3 separate regions of the Sus scrofa genome follow, and regions 2 and 3 are each linked to region 1. A link is a contact called in public HiChIP or PLAC-seq and promoter capture Hi-C data. All regions are on one chromosome and are shown on one strand. The core of a region is the stretch at or near the end of the contact, and the rest is flanking DNA. Distances in the headings are between cores, read along the strand shown. Region 1 holds the start of CHD7 (chromodomain-helicase-DNA-binding protein 7). Region 2 has its middle 200 kb from the start of CLVS1. Region 3 has its middle 180 kb from the start of CLVS1.

What was found. Promoter capture Hi-C pulls out the DNA fragments that hold promoters and counts their contacts. HiChIP or PLAC-seq counts read pairs in DNA pulled down with a chosen protein or histone mark.
Region 2: a contact with region 1 is called in a promoter capture Hi-C map of fetal liver, with 4 times the contacts expected there. The contact joins the enhancer-like site here to the promoter of CHD7 in region 1. A contact is called at or near these places in 2 of 5 promoter capture datasets (fetal liver and liver), 6 of 47 Hi-C or Micro-C datasets (embryonic fibroblasts, retroperitoneal adipose tissue, skeletal muscle and 1 more) and 2 of 2 datasets of contacts at active chromatin or transcription factors (alveolar macrophages and skeletal muscle).
Region 3: an H3K27ac HiChIP or PLAC-seq map of skeletal muscle shows a contact between it and region 1, with 8 times the contacts expected there. The contact joins the enhancer-like site here to the promoter of CHD7 in region 1. A contact is called at or near these places in 1 of 5 promoter capture datasets (liver), 7 of 47 Hi-C or Micro-C datasets (embryonic fibroblasts, fetal heart ventricle, heart right ventricle and 3 more) and 2 of 2 datasets of contacts at active chromatin or transcription factors (alveolar macrophages and skeletal muscle).

The regions. Positions count from the first base shown.
Region 1 is chr4:72,752,286-72,755,741 of Sscrofa11.1, reverse strand. It overlaps CHD7 (chromodomain-helicase-DNA-binding protein 7), which reads left to right and starts at 1,299. Exons shown (of 37, transcript XM_021089334.1): 1 at 1,299-1,628.
Region 2 is chr4:72,456,933-72,460,618 of Sscrofa11.1, reverse strand. No RefSeq gene overlaps it. Among named protein-coding and RNA genes, the nearest start is that of CLVS1, 200 kb to the right of the region's middle. Within about 2 kb of position 1,963, at least 55 of the 83 cell types and tissues checked have an H3K27ac peak or open chromatin away from gene starts, as enhancers often do. A contact at or near this core is called in alveolar macrophages, fetal liver, liver and 3 more, where this site is marked.
Region 3 is chr4:72,438,887-72,442,122 of Sscrofa11.1, reverse strand. No RefSeq gene overlaps it. Among named protein-coding and RNA genes, the nearest start is that of CLVS1, 180 kb to the right of the region's middle. Within about 2 kb of position 1,407, at least 9 of the 83 cell types and tissues checked have an H3K27ac peak or open chromatin away from gene starts, as enhancers often do. A contact at or near this core is called in retroperitoneal adipose tissue, where this site is marked.

The sequences.
Region 1 (3,456 bases), core at 50-2,549:
ATTAATCTTTGGTTCAAGCAGAAATACTTGACAGTCAGCACTACAGATGCTAAACGAGAAGAAATTATATTTTGCACAGTTTTACAATTTTCTGAGTTTATTTTGGAGTCCAATAATAGCATGTCGCTTTACTCTGTATCTATTACACAGGACCGAGTTTGGCTAATATGTTTCTTCCTTGATTTAAAAACAAACGTAATCGTTTACCTAACAATATCATCTTCGGGTGTACAACAGTTGACAGTTTAAAAGAATTATAATTGCTTGGTATTTTCCACATAAAAGGTGCTTGATAAATGTTTGCAGATCTATCTCCTAAAGGGAAAATTGGTAAAAGAAAAATTTCTCCAGGTTTAACATTCATTTTGTATCGGGAAGAGAAACAAGAATAAAGAGGCTTGAATATTTCAGCCTAGGAGATCACACAAAAGTGCCATTTTGGCCAAAGAATGACGAAAACACTCCAGTCCTGACACGTTTAATAATGGGCACACAACCTATTTCTTTGTTTCATAACCATTGCGCTCTCTCTCCCTTTTTTGGCATGGTAACAAATACAACAAAATCCACGCCATCTAGTTAAACTTTTTGATTTAGTAGCGGATCCGGCTGTCCTGTCAACGAGGAGGTAGGGTTGGGTTAGCAGGCAAAGTGGAGACGCAGGAGAAATCTACTGGAAATGGAGCGTGCCCATTCTAAATCATTTCATGTGGGAAAATCATTTCAAGTTGAAGGATAATTGCAGAAGAGGCGTCCCAACCCCGCGAGCCGCTGCCGTCCGCGTAGCGTCGGAAGCCCCTCGCCGCGGCTGGGAGGATCGCCGCCGGCCCAGCCGCCGCTTCCTGCCCGCGGGCGGCGCACCCGGCCTCCGGGAAGGTGCCGCGCGGGGAAACGTGGCACCCTCTCCAGCCCGCGCCCCCGGCGCTGCCGCGCGGCGGCGGAGCGCTCGGGAGAGCAGGGCCAGGAAGGCGGCGCGGCGGCCGCGCACCGGCCCGCGAGGAGAACCGCCCGCAGCGCCGGCGCCCGCCCGGGGACGGGAAGTGGCGCCCGGCCCGCCCTCCGCAGCCCGCGGCCCCGAAGCCCCGCGCCGCCCCCTTTCCCTCGGCTTCTCCCTCGGCCTCCGCCACCCCGGCCGAATTCTTGCATAAATTATGCCAGGCGCGCCTGACGTCAGGTGGCGGCGCGCGGGCGCGGGCGCGGGCGCGACGCGGAGGGAGCCGGCGGCGGGCGGGCGCGGCCCCGCGACATCGGGCGCGCGCGGCGTGCCGGGCGCGCGCAGGCGCTGGCGTGCTGGGGCCGCGGCGGCGGCGGCGGCGGCGGCAGCGGTGGCGGCGGCGGCGGCGGCGGCGGCGGCGGCGCGGGGGTTGAGCCGTGGTAGTGCGGACGCGCTCGTGCTCGGGAACTATCGGATTAAACTTGAATCGAGTGAAATTACACAAAGGAGCGCCGCTGAGAAGGCGGCCTGGGGACCCGGAGACCCTGAAACTCGCCAGAGCCCCATTCGCCCCCGGCCAACTCCGTGCCCGTGGATTCAGCCCCCTGGCCGCGGCCGCCGAGCCAACTCCGGAGCCCGCTCTGCGTTTTGTTTTCTCCTCGGCACAGGGCAGCGGAGGAGCCCGACCGACCGGGTAAGCGCGAGAGTTCGCCGGGCGCCTCCGGGAGGGGCGGCGGCGGCAGGAAATCGCTCCGGGCCGGGGCCGGGGCCGCGCGAGGAGTTGGGAGCGAGGAGTTGGGCGTGTGCGGGGCGAGGGGCGAGGGCGGGCGGGGGCCGGGGCCGGCGCAGGAGCGCAGCGCCGCCCGAGCTGTGTCGCCGGCGTCGCCGCCCGCGGGGCCCGAACCCGCGCCCGGAGCGCCGTCCGGCGCCCCAACTTTTGCCTGCGTCCGCAGGGCCGGCGGTGGCGGGTGCGCGCGGTCCGGCCGAGGGTCACTTCCTCGCATGTAAATGGCTTTTTGTTGTGCTGCCGGCGTGGGGGGGGACGGGGACAGGAGGGAGCGTGTCTGCGCGCGGGGGAGCGCGAGCGCGTTTCCTCCCGCCGGCGCCGAGCACGAGTTGCCGGCTCCATTCGAAAGAAAAAGGAAGGAGGAAAAGTTGGGCTGCAACTCAAGTGCGAGTGGGCGATGGGCGCGCGGGCGCGGGGCGGCTGAGCCGCGGCGGCGGCGGCGGCGGCGGCTCGGGGACGGCGGCGACCCCCGCCTCCCGCCCCCGCCCCCCGCTCCGGACCGACCACGCCGCGCTCGCCGGGAGCGGCGGCCGCACCGGCGCGAACAAAGTGCGTCCCTCCTGGCGCGGCGGCGCCGGCCCGCGCGGGGACGGCCACCGGGCGAGGTGGGTCTGCGGCGAGGAAAGTGCGCGGGGCGCCGCGTGGGGCGAGGGCGGCGCGAACACGCGGCGCTGGGGGCGTCCCGAGCCCGGCCTGTGCCGGCCGCGGGCGTGGAGTTGCGAGCCCGGAGCTGGGGTTCCCGGGGCGCCCCGGCGGCTCCCAAGTGCGCGAGGAGGAGAAGAAAGGGAGCGGGGCCGGGGCGAGCGCGGGGAGGCGCGGCGAGGAGGGGACCCCACCTTGCCGAGCTGGCCGGGCCAGCGGCGGCGGCGCCTGCATAATAGCGACTTTAAGCCCCCGGAGGCAACTCGGCTCACCCATCCCCGAACCCTTCGGGGGTCAGCGCCCGGGGGGGGGGTCACCAGGTGGCCCCCGAGGTGGCCCGGGTGCGCTCTGCCCTCTCGGAGATCCGCGGTTCGGAGCGTGATCGGCCCGAGGTGGCTGGAGGCCAAGCGGTCAGCGGGGAGAGGAAGGAGGGCGGCGGGGACGCGTTGTTTGTTTGGTTCGCACCGGGAACTGGGCTCGCCGGGGGTGCGGGGGGCGCGGGCACCGGGTGGGCTGCGGTGCGGGGCAGCCGCGTCGGCGCGGGGTGAGCGCGGCACGGGGGAGGGGGGAGGGCGGCGGATCCCGGGAGGGGGGGTGGTTCGGGAGGCTCCGGGGAAGGAGCCGCCGGCCCCGAGCAGCCATCATTACCGAGCCGCCTTTCTCCGGATGGCTCAGCCTCGAGGAGCCCCGCGCCGTGGGAGCGCACCCCAAACTCCCGGCCGGCCGCCCGCTTTGTGAGCGCCCCCGTAGAGCGGACGGGCGGGGAGTGCTCCTGCTACGGGGCGGACGGTTTTCCCGGAGGTCACTTTTAGAGACTGTTCACGCCTCGATTTTAAAGTAGTTTTTTTCCCCCTCTTCTGAACAGACAATGGACAAAAGAAAAGTAGCAACCCACATGGAGAGTTTCCTTTTGAATTGCTAGAATTAGATACACTATCCAGCTCTCCACTTGCTAAGTATACTTTTTAGTTTCCCATTGTATATTACCTAGCCATCGATTTAAAGAACTTATCTTGAAATATGCCCTTCCTCTGGGCTCGATTTCTGAGCTATATTAAATAATTTCTTTCTAGACGATTATGTCAAGGCCTTG
Region 2 (3,686 bases), core at 714-3,213, 300 kb after region 1:
AGCCCCTACCCCCTGCCTCCTGCCCTAAAGCTTCCTGGAGTGGCCTCCTCGTGGGCCGCCACAGTGAGAGAAGAGTAAAAACATTCCATTTAAAGTCAGTCTTCTTTGGGGCTCATCTCTGTGACGGTGACTTGCTGAAAAGGACCCCGTATGGAAAAAAGAAAAAGAGGAGTGGGTCATGACCTTGGTCTGGTTTGCACATCAGACCTGTCGCCCACAGCTGACTTTGGCAGGTGTCTCTTTCCTGGGCCCAGAGGCAGAGGCCAGGAAGGGCCTTGTAAAGAGGCTGTCTCCCTTCCCGGCTGGTTCCCTGCAGCTTGGAGGAAAACCCTTAAAAGACGAAGAGGAGCGGGTGTTTCTGAAGGGACTCTGCATGTGTGAGATTTCTAGGGGCTTCCTCCAGGGGGTCCTGATCCAGGCACCTCTTCGTGGATCCTCCCAGCATGAGGAATATGAAATGCTGGAAGGGCCGACTTCCTCGAATCAGGCAAACAGAGGAATGACATCCTCTGACTTAAAAAGTGGCCCTGGGGAGGGGCCAGCGGGAAGAGGTCAGGGTTACTCATGCCCTGTCTGGAAGACACAGGGGTTACCTCAACAGGCCTGCCACCTCCTGCTTCACAGGAGCCACTGAAAGGCTGGGTGGTTGCACTGGGGACGTCTAGGCAAGAGTTCTGCAGGCGGGAACCCTGGAGAAGCATGATCAGGTAGCAATGTCCAGGGAGCCAGAAAACACTGCTGGGATAACTGGCAAGAGCTTAGGCTGATAAGTCATACACTTTACTGGTTTAGTCCTAGATCGACCAGTGGTTTATGGTAGAATCCTGAACATGTCCACCTCATGCCTGAGTTTCCACATGTAGGCGGCATCATTGGCTGTCATTTCCGGCCACCTGGCTGAACATCACTGATTTAGCTTCAAGCTGGAAAGAAATGCAGCTCGCTCCCGCTTCGGCCCTCCCTCTCCCCTCCCTCCCCCCTCCCCCTTCCTCTCTTCCTTCCTTCCTTCCCCCTTTCTCCCCTTCCCTTCCCCCCATCCTTCCACAGTTACTTATTAATGCCTGCACGGATCAGGAGGATGCAGGAGTGAGCAAAACCGTGAGCAAAATAGTCCAAGTCGCTGACCTCACACACATGTAGGCAACAGCTAGACAAGTTAAAATAAGTATGTGTTTATATATTTATTATCTATTTATAATATTGGGTAGTGATAAATGCTCCAAAGAGAGAGAAAGCTGGGGAGGGGACAGAAAGTTCTGTTTGGGACATAGAAGTCTGTCCAAAGAGGATTCATTCATCTGGCATTTGGGCACAATCCTGGATGAGGTAAGGGTGTCACAGGGGGGAAGCCGGGTGGCACCTGCTGAGGGAAGATGTGAGTCAGGCAAAGAGCCAGCTGCCAGACCCTGGGCAAGAGGATAAGTTCTGTGAACCTTGTTTCCACGGTTTAAAATAAGGCTAATAACGCCCACAGGGGATTAAATGCAAGAAGCCGGGAAGGGCTTGGCCAGCAGGACAAGCGGTCGAGGCGGGGGCGTGGAGCCGCAGCCGGGTGAGCAGATTGCTAATCGCTTTCTCTCCTCAGCACCACTTCAGCCCTCCTTCTCTCTGGGCCTCTTTCTCTATCCCTGCAAGCGGGGAACAACCCGAGGCCCCTCCTCCGAGGAAGGCAAAAGGGCAGAGGTAGCAAACGCAAAAATGCCTTGAATTAGCTCTTTGGATAAAGGTCTGCGGAGAATCCGAGCACGTGGGGGAGGCCCCGCGGGGCTCAAGAGCAAAGGCTCCAGCACTGGGATGGGTCCTTTAAAAACCTGGGGTTTAGACCGAAAGGGAGCAGGACAGATTTGCCAGCACCAGAGGGAGCTGGGAAGAGAGCCAGTCCCGGGGTGGAGGCGCAGCAGAAGGGCGGCTCCGGGTGACGCCAGGAAGCAACACAGCGGCAGCACAAACAGGAAGCAGGACCGCTGGTGACAGGATGGGGCCGGCGGGGCGGCGGGGTCTGGGGGAGCCGGCGCCCTGGGGCGGGAAGGGGGGCGGGTACCGAGTGAAACTGACATCGCCACCTAAGTACCCAATAACGCTCCCACGTACACTTTAAAAAATACAACAGAAAACTGCCTATTTTGCAACTCTCTTCCCCCCACCTCTGTCGGGGAAAGGGTTTTCCTACTTCCCTCTTATCTACTTACCTAGGCACCTCCTAATTTTAAAATAGCGCGGCATCCTAGGGCCTGCCATCCTGAGGCCTCTGGGCTGATTCCAGAGGCCAGGGAATCAGGGCCTGTCGCCTTATTAGGAACCTGCCCGTAAGGGCACCAAGCAGATGATTGACTTCCGAGAAGAAGGGGACTGCATCTAAACTGAATATAAGTAGATTGCAGATTGATTCACGGGACCAAACGTGGAGTGGCCCAAACTCCATCCTTTCTTTGGACTTCCATCTCCCGTCTCCCGTCAGTCTCAAAATTGATAGAGCAGCCTGAAGTCATTGAACAGAGTTATGTGGGCAATCAGCTTTCTAATTCTTGCATATGGGTGCCCATACACCAAGAGGACCCAGGCACGGGGACAACAGAGTGGCTTTATTTAGCATGATGACAAGCATGAATAGCAAGGAGCTCATGAACTTTGCAGCAGCAGGAAAAAAAAACAAAAACACACACACAAACACACACACAAAAAAAACCCTGCATGGATGCCTGCCTCCACTCCAGTGGCCCTGCCTGGTGCAAAAAGGAGCTTGCTAACAAAAAGGTTATTCAGTGGCTCCCCGAATAAACCCAAAGGTAACCAGTATGGATGGAGCAGATGTCAGGAGGCTGAGCGCTAGTTTGGAAAACTGCCGAGATATTTAGAAATGGCGCTTTCTTATTAACCCAAGCATAATGCTGAAGGTCATTTAAAAAGAAAAAAACTTCCCAGATGCCACCTGTATCTGCCATGGCAATAGGATGAATGCCAGTGCGTCCACTGATACTGGAAATGCTCGTAAGAAACAGCCTCGACTGATTGTTCCGGCACAAACAAATCACAAACTAATTTATGTATTCCTGCAGCTGCACCCCAGCCCCAGCGAGGAGTCGGCCAATTCACAGTTGACTAGTGCTGCCTCATTCTTTGCAGATTTTGGCATTTAACTGTAATTAAGATTTATTGTTCACTAGCTTGCAGGTCAGGGCAAGCATGACAATATGGGTAACTTTTCTGTTTACTAGTAAAATGTCTGGTAGGAGGAAGCCTCAAACCTTCCAAGCAGAACTTGACAGAAATAAATAGCCCCTCTTCACTCCAGGACAGGCGCATGACCGATTTTAATCAGACGCGAGGGTTCTCTTTAAGGGAGAGCAGGGAGAAATCGGAAAGAACTAGTGAACTGTGCTGTTGCTTTTGCACCAGAAGGGTACGGGCTGGAAGCCAAACCAATTATTGCTGATCTTCTGGATTTGGGGAAGGGATTGTCTGCTTGGTGTGGGAGGGACAGAAGGGGACCTCGATGCCAACAAAGGTTCTGCACAGACCCAGACCTGTGGGTCTTTGAGGCCTCTCCTTGCCACCGACAGGAGAGTCATTCCTCATCTCTCTCAGCTCTCAAGGATGCTCTTGGACCAAATCAGATGGCTGGGGGGCGGGCAGGGTTCAGCAGTCAGTGGCCACTCGCTCACCTGCTTTTACAGTCTGTCTGCTGA
Region 3 (3,236 bases), core at 158-2,657, 310 kb after region 1:
CAGGTATGGTGTGGGCACCTCTTCATATGCACACCCATACACACTGAACGTTAGTGGGTTTTTGTCTAGTTTAGAAATTACTGCTTTTTCTACACAGTCTCATGACATCTGAACTACCCCAGGGTTCCTATTAATGATTTCGAGACAAGACTTTCAGGTAATTAGGGAGCTTGTATTTTCCAAGAAAGCCTCATCTCTGCAGATCTCTAGTTCCAAAGAATTGTGGGTTATTGGGGTAGAAACGTCAGTGGACAGCCTTCACTTGTGGGGGCTGATAGGATTTAGGGGTCACTGATGCCACACTGTAACAGTAAAGTCACATAAATGTGCCCCTTACCTGCTTTTGCACATTTTAAAGAATTAATAAGCATGGTTGTGTCTATAAAGAAACATCAGCCTGCATGATCGTGGGTTTTGTTTTTTTTTTTTTCATTAGATGCCCTAATATACTTGCACTATTTATATTTTTAATGGTGTGACAGTACACGGAGGCTTAATGGCCAAGGATAGAGAGTGGTCAAAATGGAATAAATAAATACATTTGAATTTTTAAAAATCTGCGTTAGTGGTGTCTGACTTCCTCTATTCATGTTATCGCTACTCTTGTTGCTTTTTGGTTTTTGTTTTGCTTCTTGACTGTTGTTGTTTTCCACCAAAGCTGTCATTTATCGTGAGAACAAGAGCAGCCATGTGTTGATTTTTCTGGATTCTTTTTGGACACTATCCCAGTGCTAATGAAGGCCCTTCCAAAGTGCTAAAGAGTTGGTGCCAAAATCAGTTATGCTGAAAACAATAGAGGAGAGGGGTACGCAGACAGCGTGTGCACCCCCATACACGTAGACACACCCGGGGATATTTGCACGGATCCGGGTACATGTGCACGCAGACACACCTGCTCGGTTGTGCAAACACAGCACATGTGTGGCGGAGGTGGCCGGGGGGAAGCTGCAGGCGGCCTTTTTATAAAAGGACTTTTTGCATCTGCTTACAGAAAATTTCTGTGGATCAAACGTTGAGCGGAATTTCTAAGTTTTGCGGTGTCCTCATCTGTCAATTCTGAAGCTCTGAGAGCTGTATATTCACCAACTTTAAAAAAACGTAGATGAGAATGTAAATACTGTTAGAGATCTTACTTGTTCTATGAAGAGAGGAGGATTCTGCTTCGAGAAGCGCCTGGAGTGCGCTTAGCTTAGGCTCAGCGCTGTGTATCGATATTAAGGTCTTTAACATTGGCCTTGCAGGACTTGCAAGGGGGTGTATGGCTTGAAAAGAGGGGAAATTTTGTCTCTGATTCCCCCCTATAGATTCTTCTTGCCTTTCTCCCGATATGTAATTATCCTCTCCTCAATTGTTTACAGGGGTTGGAGATGGGGACAGATTTCTCTGGCGACCATGCGACCGAGCAGTCACCCTAAAGGAGCATTTAGAAGCTATGAAACCTAAATGCCCTGCCATGCGTCATTACACCGCACAGTTATTCAAATTTAGTAAATTAAATTAAATAATCTCAAATAACTTGATTTCGGGGCTTTAAAAATTCATCTCTATGGTGCCCAGTAGTCAATTTCCTTTATTAGTATTGTTCATCAAGTAGAATTTATGTTTTTTATGAATCAAAATCCTCTCCTGCCTCGCCGGCCCGAGCAGCTTGCGGCTCGGAGGCTCGGTGCGCCATCTACCGGCTGATTCGCGCACGGCCGCGGCTCCGGACCTTCAGGAGCCGCGCCGCTGTGGTGGCATCGCGCTTGTCCCAGTAAAAAATCCCAGGCAGGCCTGAGCTCTCAGCTCTTATGCTAACTGCTCCCTCGGGCTTTGCCATTGTGGGTCAACTTGAAGTCACCGGGACAACCCAGGGAGGTTGGCTGTCGAGGCTGGAGGGGTGTTTTGGGTTCCCGCTGCAACACCAGCCCTGTTTGGTCTGGTTGCTGTTCTGCTGCTCCCATTCTTCTTGATTAAAGGCCAGATGATCTAATCAAACTGCTGTTTACCGGGCATATCTGGGAAGCCACTCCTTCATTACCAGAAGCCAGTCTCTGCTTTTGCACGATACTGTTTAAAACGGACATTGATGCTCAGAGACCGTGGCTGCAGACGCCAAGAGCAGGATTTCCCAGATAAAGACAATGCTGAATCTTGCTGTGTGTTATGTTTTTAAAAGTCCTGTATTTCCAGGGAAATTTTTCAACCCTTCTGAAACAGGGTTGACTCCTTGTGTGGTCAGGGCAACTGCAAACCATCCATTGTTTCAGAATCAGGTTTAAGCTATGGTCACTGTAGTGACTGTTCAGCAAATAAACCACCATCAGGGGATGATTCTGTGTCTTTTAAGAGGGAAAACCTTTGGGAGCTCCCGTCGTGGCTCAGTGGTTAACCAACCCAATTAGCATCCATGAGGACATGGGTTCAATCCCTGACCTCACTCAGTGGGTTAAGGATCTGGTGTTGCTGTGAGCTGTACTGTATGTCGCAGATGTGGCTCGGATCCATCCTTGCTGTGGCTGTGGCCTAGGCTGGCACCTGCAGCTCTGATTTGACCCCTAGCCTGGCAACTTCCATATGCTGAGGGTGTGGCCCTAAAAAGCAAAAAAAAAAAAAAAAAAAAAAAAAAAAAAAGAGGGAAACCCTTAAAGCCGCCTTAAAATATTCCCTATGTGAGTAAAGAATCTGAGAGAGAATGGCTGTGGGTATAGGTAGGACTGACTCACTTTGCTGTACAGCAGAAATGATCACAACCTTGTAAATCAACTTGACTTCAATAAACGTTAAAAAAATATTCCTTACTTCAAACCTCTCTGGCACCTTTGCTTAATCTCTGTCGTGTTACTCAAGTTCACAACCATGCCACTTACATGCTTTCACACATTTTTAAGAACATAATAATCCAAGCATCCCAGCCAGGGTCCCAAGCAGAGGCCCAGAGTGGATATCCATGCGCCTTCCTACTTGTCAGCTGCCTTCTCTCCCAGTCAGATGGCTCAGTGCAGCAACAGATGGTGTTTTGGGCTTTTTGCTGAGTTTGGGATGGTCTATTTTGTGCTTTCTCGGGAAGATTTTCACTGTTATTAATAACTTCCAATGACCCACCTCCGAAAAGTTAAGCTCCCTTCACCAAGCCCCATGGTTCGGAGTGTTTTTCTCACCTTCCAAAGGCAGCCTCTTCTTCCCACAACACTGGTCCCCACTGATTCTAAGCACTGTCTTCAGATGTTTGTACAGAGAGGAAGGGTAAGGACGAG